Regions from separate parts of the Sus scrofa genome. Here region 2 is linked to region 1. Evidence: chromatin contacts called from public Hi-C data. All regions are on one chromosome and are shown on one strand. The core of a region is the stretch at or near the end of the contact, and the rest is flanking DNA. Distances in the headings are between cores, read along the strand shown.

Evidence for each region. Hi-C and Micro-C count contacts between places; a contact is called where the count stands out from the background.
Region 2: a Hi-C map of embryonic fibroblasts shows a contact between it and region 1, with 4 times the contacts expected there. The contact joins two enhancer-like sites. A contact is called at or near these places in 1 of 5 promoter capture datasets (liver) and 7 of 47 Hi-C or Micro-C datasets (embryonic fibroblasts, fetal heart ventricle, heart right ventricle and 3 more).

Annotation. Positions count from the first base shown.
Region 1 is chr12:56,577,854-56,584,382 of Sscrofa11.1, reverse strand. All of the region lies in intron 2 of LOC110256111, which reads right to left. Among named protein-coding and RNA genes, the nearest start is that of MIR744, 120 kb to the right of the region's middle. Within about 2 kb of position 2,307, at least 1 of the 83 cell types and tissues checked has an H3K27ac peak or open chromatin away from gene starts, as enhancers often do.
Region 2 is chr12:57,003,126-57,009,654 of Sscrofa11.1, reverse strand. It overlaps MYOCD (myocardin), which reads right to left. Exons shown (of 14, transcript NM_213745.1): 8 at 1,997-2,241; 9 at 341-494. Among named protein-coding and RNA genes, the nearest start is that of ARHGAP44, 44 kb to the left of the region's middle. Within about 2 kb of position 3,679, at least 10 of the 83 cell types and tissues checked have an H3K27ac peak or open chromatin away from gene starts, as enhancers often do.

The sequences.
Region 1 (6,529 bases), core at 1,058-3,557:
GTAGCCACTTAATTAGAAACAAATTTTTCTTTTTGGCTGTAGGTGCGAGTGCCCAGGCCAGGGATTGAACCCGTGCCAAAGTAGCACCCCAGGCCACTCAAGTGACAACGCAAGATCCTTCACCCACTGTACCACAAGGGAACGCATAGAAAACTTTTAAATATACAATAGACATACCTCCATTAGAATACATACAAGCACATGTTCATTGTAAATACAGCCATCCGGAGTGTTTTTTGCAATCAAGTTCATCCAAGTGCCATGTGGTCACGGCCCCTCCCTGTTAAACACAGAAGCCACGTCCCGGTAACCTTGGCCAACGCCAATCACCCCCTCCCCTGTGCCTGCGGGTTTCAGACGTCCCACCAACTCCGGCTCAGAAAGGAGCTTTGCAATTAAAAGCACCGAGAAGCAGCAGCTCTGCCTCCCTCTGTAGCAGCCAGTGTCTCCCAGGGGCCCAGGGCCTCCTCCATGTCTGCTTTATTCCCCGAGTTCCTGGTCTGGTGCTGCTTCTGACCATACCTCCAACACCTGCTCCAAATGCGAAAGTCAGCTTCGTCTTTGCTGGCTTCACCCGCAGTGATGTGACTAAGGCCACACCATCGAGGGTGAGCACACGGGCTTAGGAAATGGGACCAGCTTCCCAAATCACCCTTATTCCCTCCCACGCCCACCCAACTGCCACCCCCAGGTGATGGGTTCTAAGCCTGTGGGGTTCCATGTTCCCAGAGACAGAAGCTCTCTCTGGTCCCTTTCAGAATCATATTTGAATTAACTTACTGGGCCAACAGAAAACCTTACACAAACTCTTCCTTGGGTATCAATTCTATAGACGTGAGGGGTTAAATCTGTTTCTAGTCAGGTATGAACGCCTTGAACATTTAAAACTTTTTTTGCTTTTGAGGGCTGCACCCGTGGCATATGGAGGACCCCAGGCGAGGGGTTGAACTGGAGCAACAGCTGCCAGCCTACGCCACAGCCACAGCCATGTGGGATCTGAGCTGTGTCTGCAACCTACACAACTCATGGCAACACCGGATCCTTAACCCACTGAGCAAGACCAGGGACTGAACCCGCAACCTCATGGATACTAGTCGGATTCATTTTCACTGCGCCACAAGGGGAGCTATTTAAAACATTAATAAAATTTTTAATTTTTACCAATGAAAAAAATGCTGCTTGTCATTCATTTTCTGGCTTTTTGTCACAAGGTCTTTACATCTCTATTCTCCAACCATAAGTAAATGAAAATTATGATTACAAATACTCATCAGGGGAATAGTGACGTACTCGCCGAGAGTAACTTTAGAAAGTATTTAAGTATGCTTCATGGCGCTGTACTAGTGTTACTAAAATAGAATCTAGATAGGGGGTGTCGCTGTCACTTCCTAACTTCTGGTTTGTCATTTTAGCACTTGCCAGACTCCAGGACACGCTTCAACAAGGTCTTGCAATTGGGGTACACTGCCACCAAGTGGTGGCAAATGCCATGCTCACATTCCAAGTAAACCCAATCTGTGCCTGAGGTTCACGGGCCATCTATTCAACATGTGTGTAAACCAACGCCTGTCTACTTGTGCACGGGAAAAATGTGTCTTCATCAAAATCACGGTCTGACAGTAAGATTATAAACATTTTCTTCCAGAAAATCATTTCAGAAAGAGAAACGTGCGACAGCCTGATAATCACTATTGTTTAATTCCAGCAGCCAGAGAGGAGTCAGAGTTCAAACCTGCTTCGGGGTCAATGCCTCCAAATTGATTTCTGAAAGATACTAAGCCCTGGACACACAACAGCACATAATTAAATTACTTCTTTAAATGGATTTTGACACTCGTTTCAGTGACTATGATTGAAAAATGGCAACGGACATGTCATCACAAAGCCAACAGTTTAAAAACAGTGGAGCCCGGCACAGCCCTCGCTGCTCCTCCCTGACTGCACCTGCTGCCCAGCAGACGCCGCCGCCGACTCGCAGGCCTGCTCCCCAGATAGAAGCGGGGTGCCCTCCACGGGGAGGGCAAAGACCCCGGCCAGGCGGTATTTGCAGCCCCCTCCCTCTGCCCATGACCCCCGTGCAGCTGGGCTACCACCAGAGGCTCTGGCAGAAGCTGGCAAAGTCCACCTTTTTCTGGGGAGTCCACCAGTGGGAGAGCTTCAGAGGGACTGTTCTAGAAACAGCCAAGTCCCCAGACCCAAGGCCTCCTCCACCCCAACCTCACAGTGGGCGAGGCCAGCTCAAGCCCCTCAGGGCGCCCCGGCCACGAGCATGGCTGTGCTGAGCACTCGTCCAGTGCCACCTTCCCGCAGGGCTTTCCTGCCAGCAGCCCAAGTTCTCTGCCAAGAGGAGCGTCATAAGCAGGTTCTGTGAACCTGCCCGGAAGCCCCAGCAGGAGACGGTGCCAGGAGCTGCAGGTCCCCGGAGGGGCTTCGGGGAGGTGGGGCCTCCGAGAGAGAAGACCGGGGAGGGTGGGGGGCACGGTCAGACTGTCCTGAACTGGGATCCGCTGACCCCCGGGAGGCTGGCACATCACTGGGCACTGCCCTGCGAGGCTGAAGCTGCGAGGACCAGGCAGGAAGATGCTGTGTGACACCACTAAGCGCCCACGAGGGGCTCGTCGCAGAGGAGGTGGGGGCCTCTTCCGCATGGTAAGGCTGCCCCTGCCAGACAAACACTGAAGAATGCACCAGGCTGTGGGGGAATTTCCATTAGACGCACCTATGTACCTACCCCAGGCATGGGTGTCCCCTGGGTGGAGCGTGTCTCTTAAAAGAACACTGTGGGTTCTGCAGAGACATCAAGGTCCCTGCAGGGGGTGAGCAGGGCTTCTGTGTATCGCTGTCCCCGAGTGCTTCTGGATCCCCAGGGGGCTCCTCCCATACGATACAGCTCAGTGCAGTCAGCTGACGTCTGCCCGGGCCAGCTTTTCCCCAGCTTCCAGCGAGGGGACGCTGGGGCCCTCGTCTCCAACCCGCAGGTCACAGACAGACAGCTGCTCCACCAGACACCAGCTACGCTGGGCAACCAGGGGGCTACGTCTTTCCTGAGAGCCCTCACCAGAGAGGAGCTGCTGGGGACCCGGCAGAAGAAGGGAGATGGGGGAGTTACCACTGGGGCTCAGCAGGTTAAGAACCCGACTAGTGGAGTTCCCGTCGTGGCCCAGTGGTTAACGAATCCTACTAGGAACCATGAGATTGTGGGTTGTATCCCTGGCCTTGCTCAGTGGGTTAAGGATCTGGCGTTGCCGTGAGCTGTGGCGTAGGTCGCAGATGCGGCTCTGATCTGGCATGGCTGTGGTGCAGGCCAGCAGCTACAGCTGATTCGACCCCTAGCCAGGAACCTCCATATGCTGTGGGTGTGGCCCCAAATAAATCAAGAAGAAGGGATAAGGCCATTACGGCCCATGAAAGACGGCCCCCAAACCCTCTCACCCTCATGCTAACCTGGCCTGGGTCGACCTCCCGTCCCCTTCCACCCAGAGGGCCCTATGACTGCTTTGCCTGGGGAGGCATGTGAAAATGCCATCCCCAGACTGCAGCAGGACCTGTAGCTGCTGCCTGGGGCCCCTGGCACCCCCAGCTGCGGTGCTGAGGTGAGGACCCTGCTGGGGACCCCAGGCAGAGAGGCAGAGTCCCACCTGACCCAAACCATGCAGCCTCCCAGCCAAGGTGCCAGGGATGCAAAGAAGCCATCTGGGACCAGAGAAGCATCCTCGAGTGGCCCAGTAACGCCCAGGCCGCTTGGAGCTCCAGGGAGGTCGAGCCACGCCCAGCCCAACGACCGGATCCACAGAACATGAGTTAATTAAATGATTGCGTGAAGCCACCACCTTCAGGAACAGACTGTCAGGTGGCAAGAGACCATTGAACCAGCCTCTCCCCACGTTTTCATTGTTCGTTTCACACGAATAGCAAAGCCACGTCATTTGCGTCCCACCCTAGGACTTCAGGCAACGGAGGTTTATTTCAGAACCACGACCCTCATGGGACATCAGCACCTGCCCCCAGGTCCCAGCCTCGGGGAGACGGGGCTGGGAGAGGAAGTACCACGGTCTGCTCTCCCAGTTGCCCCATTCCTCCACCAACTGGGCATCTCTTCAAGGCAACGAAGCGTGTGCCTGGCACCTGGGCTCCCTCAGGACCAGCGCTCTCTCCAGGGGCTCCCCGAGCCCCGGCCTGCACCCCAGCAGAGGACACGGCTCAGGGCGAAAGTGCACATCCTTCGGCCCATTAGCAAGATGCCCAAAGCTTTCTGTGGCTGCAAGGAGGTCACACCCCACCCCCAGGCTCTCGAAAGAGAAAGGAGGCAGGTCTTCAGCCTCCTCCTCCCAGCCAGGGCCTGCGTTTCCAGGACCTGAAGGGGCGCTGCCAGCACAGGGCAGGCCAAGGGCTTTCCATAGGTTCTAGCCCATCAGCAGCGCGAGATGGAATGCAGTCAAGGCGGATTGTGGAGCCGCTCGGGGCTGTGCCCGGAGCAAGAACAGGTCCAAGGGGATCTGTCTGGCGAGCGTTCTGCAGGTGCAGGAGGACAGAGCCTGCTCGGTTCAGGTCCTGACCCTTCGCAGATCAAGAGGGTAAATAAAGCCTTGCACAGCAGAGTTAGGGATGCAGAGAGCAACAGCTACACAACAGATGTGCTTCAATCAGGGATTCAAAGCCTCAACGCAGCTCAGATCAGAACCCGCTGGCATTCCCACAGGACTTGCAGAGCATCTGTGCCTTACGCCAAGGCAGCGTGTTATCACCCTAAGGAACCCTTCATACAGAGACCGAGACGCCCACCACCCGCAGAGCAAGGGAGAGGCAGGGACAGAAGGCAGGCGCAGTTTGCACTGAAGCCCTGGGCCGATTTACAGCGCTTTCAGTGACTTGTTGCCATGACACGACGAGGGGACTTCTGGTGCCCTCTACAGCGCAGGTGAGGAGACAAGAGTCCGTAAAAATGGACCAAAGTGATGGGGGCAGGCACAGATTCAATACGGCTTCTATGAAGCCGGATCACCTGCGCCCCCATCTCCTGTAGGGAACAGCTGCTATTTCTACCTCATTTGTTAAGGCAGAATTCAGTCTTTTTCTTTTTAGGGCTGCACCTGCCACATCTGGAAGTTCCTGTGCTGGGGGCTGAAATCGGAGCTGCAGCCGCCAGCCCACACCACAGCAACACCGGATCCTTAACCCACTGAGGCCAAGGAGCGAACCAGCATCCTCAAGAGGACCAGGTCGGGTTCTTAACGGACTGAGCCACAATGGGAACTCCTGCACCTTCTCTTAGAAGCAGCACTCCTGGGAGCCACCCCTTTCCTCCAGGACACAATCTTGAGACGTCCAAGTCCCCCCATCACCCCTGACCTCTGGCCCAAGATTCCCTTCCCTGCAGTCTGACTCCTGGTGCAAGTCTGCGCCCTCTCAGCCGCCTGGCAGCAGCGCCTCTTTCCACCCCCATTCAACAGATTCCCTACGGAAATCAGCCCCCTGGGGCTGCTGCTTGCAACCAAGGAATCCAGATGCAAGGCCCCAGTCAAAAGCACATGCTACTTCAATGTCTATTTCTAATACGAGTGTTAGATAGTATGAAATATTACAGGATGTTAGGCTGTTTCCTGTGGTTTCAGAATTGACAGCCAGGATCCCAAAACTGGGGTCGAAAAGAGGCCAGGTATCACGCATTCTCAAAAGAACCAGGAGTTCCCGCCATGGCTCAGCGGTTAACAAACCCAACTAGCACCCAGGAGGATGCAGGTTTGATCCATGGGTTAAGGATCCCATGTTGCCGCGAGCTAGTAGGTCGCAGACACAGCTCGGATTCTGCATTGCTGTGGCTGTGGTGGAGGCCCGGGGCTACAGCTCCAGTTGGACCCCTAGCCTGGGAACCTCCATATGCCACAGGTGCAGCCTGAAAAAGCAAGAAATAAAAAGAACGAGCACCCAGAAACTGCCCTTAGAGCTTTCCATGAGACAGTCACCGTGGTTGTACCAAGCATGACCTTATGTTCTGCGTTCTGTGCTCTAACATCTCGGGGGGCTTTGCTGACCCCAGAGGAACTTCATTTCTCGAGAAAGGAAACAACTCACCCCTGAGAAAAGCATTCGGACGCAAACCAACCAAGGCCGAGGCCACACCCAACTGCTTCCTCTTTTGTGATCTCACGCCCTGGACCGCTGTCCATGTGCCCTAATCCGTCCCAGGGCCAGACAACGAAGGAGAGCCCCCAGGCACCACTGACACTCTCCAAACCAGCAAATCCTAGGCATGCCCAGCCAGCGCAGCCTGTTCCTCCCCTTCTGCCCACAGCACCCCTCACCCCTGCCCAGGTGGCTGACCCTGGTGCCCCCCGGGTGGCCTTGTCTGCTGCACCTGTTTCTCGGGATCTCCAAGGATAATCCTTGTCCCAACCCACGATGGCCATTTCTACGTCCCTGTGCTTCATCGCCCGTGATTAAAACAAATCCAGGCATCTTTAAACCCCTAGCCTCGCCCTCCAGACACCGCCCACACCACGCCCCCCAAAAGGAGAGCGGGAGGAGGGCA
Region 2 (6,529 bases), core at 2,430-4,929, 420 kb before region 1:
GATTTATGAAAAGGTCTCTAGGGTGATTCTTGTTTTTCTTACTTCGAGGATTGGTTAAAAGCGCATCATGAAACTGGCCACTGGAAGCTTGTATGCACCTCAAGGCTGCTCCCTGCGCCAAGCTCTATCGTGTTTGCGATTCTATTTGATTCTTACAATAAGTCGTGCATGTAGATTATTTGGACTGGAGGTGCACCAGCATTAAGGCTGCAGAGCCAGTGGAAGAGCGGAGCTGGGAGCCCACGGGGTTCTGTTCCATTGGGTTTCCATCCAGAGCGGTTAAAAATAATAATAATATTTATTAAAAAAAAGGGAAAAAAAAGCATGCCAAACCCTATACCTTCAGATCATCTAGGTTGGATGGGAGAGGGCCTGGTTTGAGAGAAGAGACACCAGTTTGTCCAGAAAAACTGTTTTTGGCAGGAGACAAAGGGGTACTGCTCAGCGGTGCTGAAGAAGAGTTTGGATTTCTGGCCATCTGTTCATTTGGTTCCCTGGAAAACAAACAAACAAAAAAAAGGACTTAAAATACAGTCAAATGTGTGTGTCTGTGTATGTGATACTGTGACTTATAATAGGAAATATACATTCGGTTTTCAGCCTGGTTGGTTTCTGGCATGGCTCCCCAAACCCCTGTAATTTCCTAAATCTTGAAAGCAAAGGCTGCCTTTTGTTATCCTAACGAGGTGACTTTGAGATGTCACCTAAGGCTGGGGGCTGGTGGCCAGGAGAGCCAGCCAGTGGTTACAGGGTAGGAACATTCAGTCCCACGCCTGATCTCTGGGATGGGGAAAGGGCTGGTGGTTGAATTGATTGTTTTTTTTTTTTTAATTTTAATTGATTGATTGATTGACTGATTGTCTTTTTAGTGCTGCATCTATGGCATATGGAGGTTTACAGGCTAGGGGCTGAAATCAGAGCTGCAGCTGCCGGCCTATGCCACAGACACAGCAATGCCAGATCCGAGCCGCGCCTGCAACCTACACCACAGCTCTCGGCAATGCCGGATGCTTAACCCACTGAGCAAGGCCAGGGATCCAACCCGCATCCTCAGGGATACTAGCTGGGTTCATTACTGCTGAGCCATCAGGCAACTCCTGAACTGATTGTTAATGGCCAATGATCTAGTCGATTGTGCCCATTTAACGAAGCCTCTATAAAACCCCTCAAGGATGGGGTTCAGAGAGCTTCAGGGCTGGGAAAGCTGATTGGGAGATCTGGGGAGAGTAGCGGCCGTGGACGGGGCACAGATATTCTGCCTGCCTCACACACACCTTGCCCCGAGCATCTCTTCCATCTGGCTGTCCCCATGGGGAGTGAAGTCCTTCTATAATAAGCCTCTGATCTAGGAAGTTACCCTGTCTCCGGGTTCTGGCAGTGCCGCTAGCAAATTAATCCAACTCAAGGAGGGGACTGGTGGAACCTTCCGCCTACAGCCTGTCGGTCAGAAGCACAGGTGACACCGCGGGCTCTGAGGTGGGGGGGGGAGGGGCAGTTTTGTAGACTGAGCCCTTAACCTGTGGGAACCTGACACTCTCTCCGGGTAGATGACATCAGAGTTGAGTGGGATCGTGGGTTGCCTGGCTGGTGGCAGAGAGCCCCTTGGTGATGGTGGGGGGGCAAACCTCTTCACACCTTGGGCCTGGGGGACCACAACCTTTAGGAGGCGGGGCTGGTTTGCATTTAGATCAGATCACCAGCTAATTGCCCAGAAGGATCAGGCACGGAATAGTCAATAAATCGGCAATAATAAGAGCAAGGTGATAGAGATTAAATCAGCAGAAATGGCAGGGTGAGGGGAACAACAGCGCGGGCCAGGTGGCCCTCAGGGGAGGTGGGAGGGAGTGGGGGGCACTGCTGCGCACGGCGGATGCCCATCCATCTGTGACCAGCAGGGGCGCTGTGCTGGGGAGGCAGGAGCATGCGCCGCAGCTCGAGTGTGTTCAGCACGTGCGCGGCATCATTGCAGGCACCACCCTGGGCTCCCCTGACTTACTTGAGCTGAGCTTGGTGGATCCCGGGGTAGCTGAACCGGTGCTGTTGCTGCTGGCTGAGGATCTGGAGCTGCAGGAACAGCTGCTGCTGCTGGAGCAGCCGGGCGTAAGCAGAGTCCATGGGGGGAGGCGACTTCTCCGCCTTCTGGTCCGGAGGGATATACTGGTGGTACTTGAGCTTCTTCACCTTGGGCTTGGGGTCTTTGGGCTTTTTGTGGCGGTTCTTACCGTCGCTCAAGGACTTGGACTGCAAAGGGGATGGAGAGAGAGCATATGCGCTTGAGGTGTCGGATGGGAATGACTTGGCATCATGGGTTTACCTCTAGGAGGTTTGGTTTGACGAATGCTCTTGAGCCCCGGGTCTCCAGTGCAGCAAAGGCAGGATGCACAGAGACCCGGGGACATGAAGGCATCTAATCCACTGTAAACTCATCACAGTGCAAGGACACTCCTTAGGCGGGGAGTCTTGAATCTCAGAGGGGGCTCGGGAAGAATTTCCTTTCTAGCCTAAAGTGAGATGTAAGCCCGTGTTTCGTGAGGGCACCTTCCTCACCTAAGACCAACTGACTTTGGATGAAGGCGATAACCTGCTCTTGGGAGGGAGTTCTAAGAAAGTTCTTCCACCCGTATAGCTGTTATCACCTTTAAATACGCCCTTCGTAAGCTGACTCTTGATGACAGAAACTCAGACGACATTTAAGCCTGTCTTTGAAAATCCAGAGTGTGGATGTTTGCTGCTTCTTTAAAGGTAAGATCCATTTCCCTTCCCACCAAAAATGGATATAAGATCAGGAAGGGACACCCTCTGAACTAAAGATATTTTACCGACTATGGGAAGGGTTAGCTGTCCACAGGATCTTTCCAGAAGTTACCATCGTGGCACAATTTGGACTCTTGAAAAAAGTGAAGGACACAGGCTTGGAAGCTAAGACATTTTTGAACATGGTTCAGTTATCCGTGTTATGTTATGACATCTCAAACACCTCACCTACAAGGTGGGGAAAATATTCTCTCCTTTTGATCACAGTAAAATCAATGAAAGAAGATAAAATTTTTTTTTTGGCCACACACAGCATATACAAGTCCCTGGGCCAGGAATCGAACCCATGCCACGCAGTGATCTGAGCCACTGCAAAGACAACACTGGGTCTTTAACTTGCTGCACCACCAGAGAACTCCAAACGTGCTGTTGAAATAATAGAGTTCAAAGGATAGTGTGATTCTATTTATAACCTGCTCCTAAAAAAAAGGCCTCCACAGATTGGGAAGCAATTGGCCCCTACTGCCATCAGTTAAAAAAACCCAGAAGTTTCCGTTGTGGCGCAGCAGCAACGAATCTGACTAGTAGTACTCATGAGGTTGCGGGTTCAATCCCTGGCCTTGCTCAGTGGGTTAAGGATCTGGCATTTCTGTGAGCTGCGGTGTAGGTCGCAGACGTGGCTTGGATCCCGTGTGGCTGTGGCTGTGGGGTAGGCTGGCAGCTATAGCTCTGATTCAACCCCTAGCCTGGGAACCTCCATATGCTGTGGGTGCTGCCCTAAAAAAAAAAAAAACCGCATACATTTCTAGACCCTGACTTTATTACAGAAGATTGAAATCAACATGGCTGTGGCTATCAAGGTGGGAGTCTCGAGGTTCCAGGGACAAGGTCGAGGGAAGGTGTGGTACCAGCAGTGTCCACCAGAGGGGGCTCCTGATTAGCTGGCAGGCCTGCTGTGACCGGGCAGCGTCCCCATTGTAACCACTAACCACACATCTGAAGGTGACCTGTTCCACTTGCTTTTCTCTGACTCAGCACGTCCCACCACCGAAGCTCTTTTGTGTTTTCTAGGGGAGGTGGCTTCTTGGACACCATGGACAATGGGCTCACGTTCTCCCGTGGGCCGGGTGGCCCTCCTCCCTGCTCCTCCATTGATGAGCATTCCAATTAATTAATCAGTCTTCTGTACAGGGCCCTGCAGCCAGCTCTGCCCTGCTCTGCTGCAGCTCAGCCCCTGTCCCCACTGCTCCTCGGATGTGCCTTGGGTGGGGGAACTTCAGCCCTGGGGTCTCGCATTTAAGTCAGAGGCAAAGGAATTTTCTCTCTGTTGCCTTCATACAGGGACTCTTGAGCATTCTAGAAGGTATGCCTTCTAGAATCGGGCCATTTTCTCCAGATGCCGAGGGGGCAAAGACCACTGACCCCACGGAACTCTGAATCCATGGGACTGCAGCGTTTCATGCTCTTTCGGACGCCAGAGGATCCAGAGGTGGCGGGGTTTTGTTTTCTCTCTCAAACTGCATGGTCCATACATAGGAGCACAGGCACCTTCCCAACGCAGACCTGGATCCGAATCCCGGTGGTTTAAGACCCTGTCTGTGTAAAGCGGGAAGGGTGTGGCTTGCGGCCAGAGAGGCCCGGACAGGCTCAAGGTGTTCTGATGCGCAGCCACACACGCCGCTGGGCCGGCCGTGTGCCCGCCACCCCACAGCCTACACGCAGCTTGCCCAGCCTGCCCTGCACGCTGACGTCCAAAGTCCAGGCTGCAAAGGAGATCATCGCCCAGCACTGACGCCACTAAACACCCTCCCCGAGAGCCTACCCCTCCTGCCTCCTTTCTTTCTAATTTGCTGCTGTCTGCGGCTCCCTCCTGGGCTCGCTGACTCCAGCTCATCCTTCAAGGCTGGTTCAACCCCCTGCTCACCTGTGAGGCCTTCTCGAACCCACAGTGATGCCTCTTATCTGCAGGTCTCATAGGACACTTGAGGCCACCCTGTGACGGTCACCTGGCTGCAGACCCTGCCTGGGGGGGTGAGGGAGACTGATGCCCCGCCTCCCTTCTGCGTCGAGGTGATCTGCCCCGATGGGGTGGCTGTGGCTGCTTGGGGAAGGGGACCCTCTTTTTATATTGTGGTGAAATACAAAGAACATAAACATCACCATGGCAACCACTTTCCAAGCTGCAATTCTGCGGCGTTTGGTACCTTTATAAGTGTGTGCAACCGTCAGTGCATGTTGCGCAGCCAGAATATTTTCATCACCTTACAAGGTGTCTCCATCCCCACGAAGCAGCCCTTCCCCATCCCCCCCTTCCTGAGGCCCCTGGAAACCCCTCATCTGCCTTCTGTTCCGTGGATCCACCTCTTTGGGAGGTTTCATAAAAAATGGAATCAGATGCTCTGTGGCCTTTTGCATCGGGCTTCTTGCACGGGCATGTTTTCAAGGTCCATTCATGCGGCAGCAAGAGTCAGTGCTTCGCTTCCTTTTATGGCTGAGTAATATTCCGCTGTGTGGTCTGCCGTGTTTATGCACTCTGCAGTTGAGGGGCCTCTGGGTCCGCTCCAACTTTGGACTATCGGGAACGGTGCTGCAATGACTATTCCTGCCTGTGTGTTTGTCTGAACATCTGTTTTCAGTTCTCTGGGGGTATGTGTTTAGGAGTGGATTGCTGGCTTATATAGTCATTCGATGTTGACTTTATCGAGGAACCACCAAACCGCATTCCACACAGATGCACCATTTCACATTTCTGCCAGCAGTGCATGAGGCTTCCCGTTTCCCCACCGCCTCCTCAAAACTTGATATTTTCCTTTTTTAAGTTTTTTCAAAGAGCTGCAGCAGTGGCATATGGAAGTTCCTGGGCTGGGGTGGAAACTAGAGCTGCAGCTGCAGGCCCACACCACAGCCACAGCTACACTGGATCTGAGCCATGTCTGTGAAGTACTGTGCAGCTTGTGGCCATGCCACACCCTTAACCCACTGAGAGAGGCCAAGCATCAAACCCACATCCTCATGGAGACTACACTGGGTCCTTAACCTGCTGAGCCACCACGGGAACTCCTTTTTTTAAAAAATGACATAAAATTTTAGCTCCTAGTGAGTGTGAAGTGGTGCTTGGTCATTGTTTAGAGTTTCCTTGATGACGAAGGACACGGAACCCCTTTTCACGTGCTTATTGGCAATTTGTTTATCTTTGGGGAGATGTCTGTTCCAGTCCTTGGGAGCATGCTTTTCCTACTTGCTCAAAATACCGACAGGACTAGTCGTGGCTGTAATACCGAACGAGACTGCAGCCTCCTTGAGAGCAGGGATCCTGTTTTATCTGACTTGATCCCACCCCTCGAGTCCGCACTGTGAGCGCCCGTCTCTCGAAGGGGATTTACGGTTTTCCAAGAGTGTTCTTGTGCCTTCTCTCACTGGCCTCGTATGAGTCTTCGACAGTCGGGGATAGTGCAGAGATGTTTTTCCTGGCGCAGTTGTGTCCTTCAAGTCCCCCAGCATCCTCCCAGCTTAGACATGATGAATATTCATCAAGTGAGAATTCACAGGCGTTGGCCAATCAGGAGGGCTGTTGGCTCTTGCATAAATAACCGGTCCAGCTGGACGGCTGGCTGGCACCTCGTGGCCTGCTCAACTGACTGTCCTTCCTCGGGACAACAATCATTCTCCCTTGGTACAGGGAGGCTGAAGCCTTTTCCCATGTTCGCTGGGAAAAGTTTCAAGACTTCGGTAGCAATACTGAAAAAAGCCTCTTTGCGCATCGCATTAGAAATCA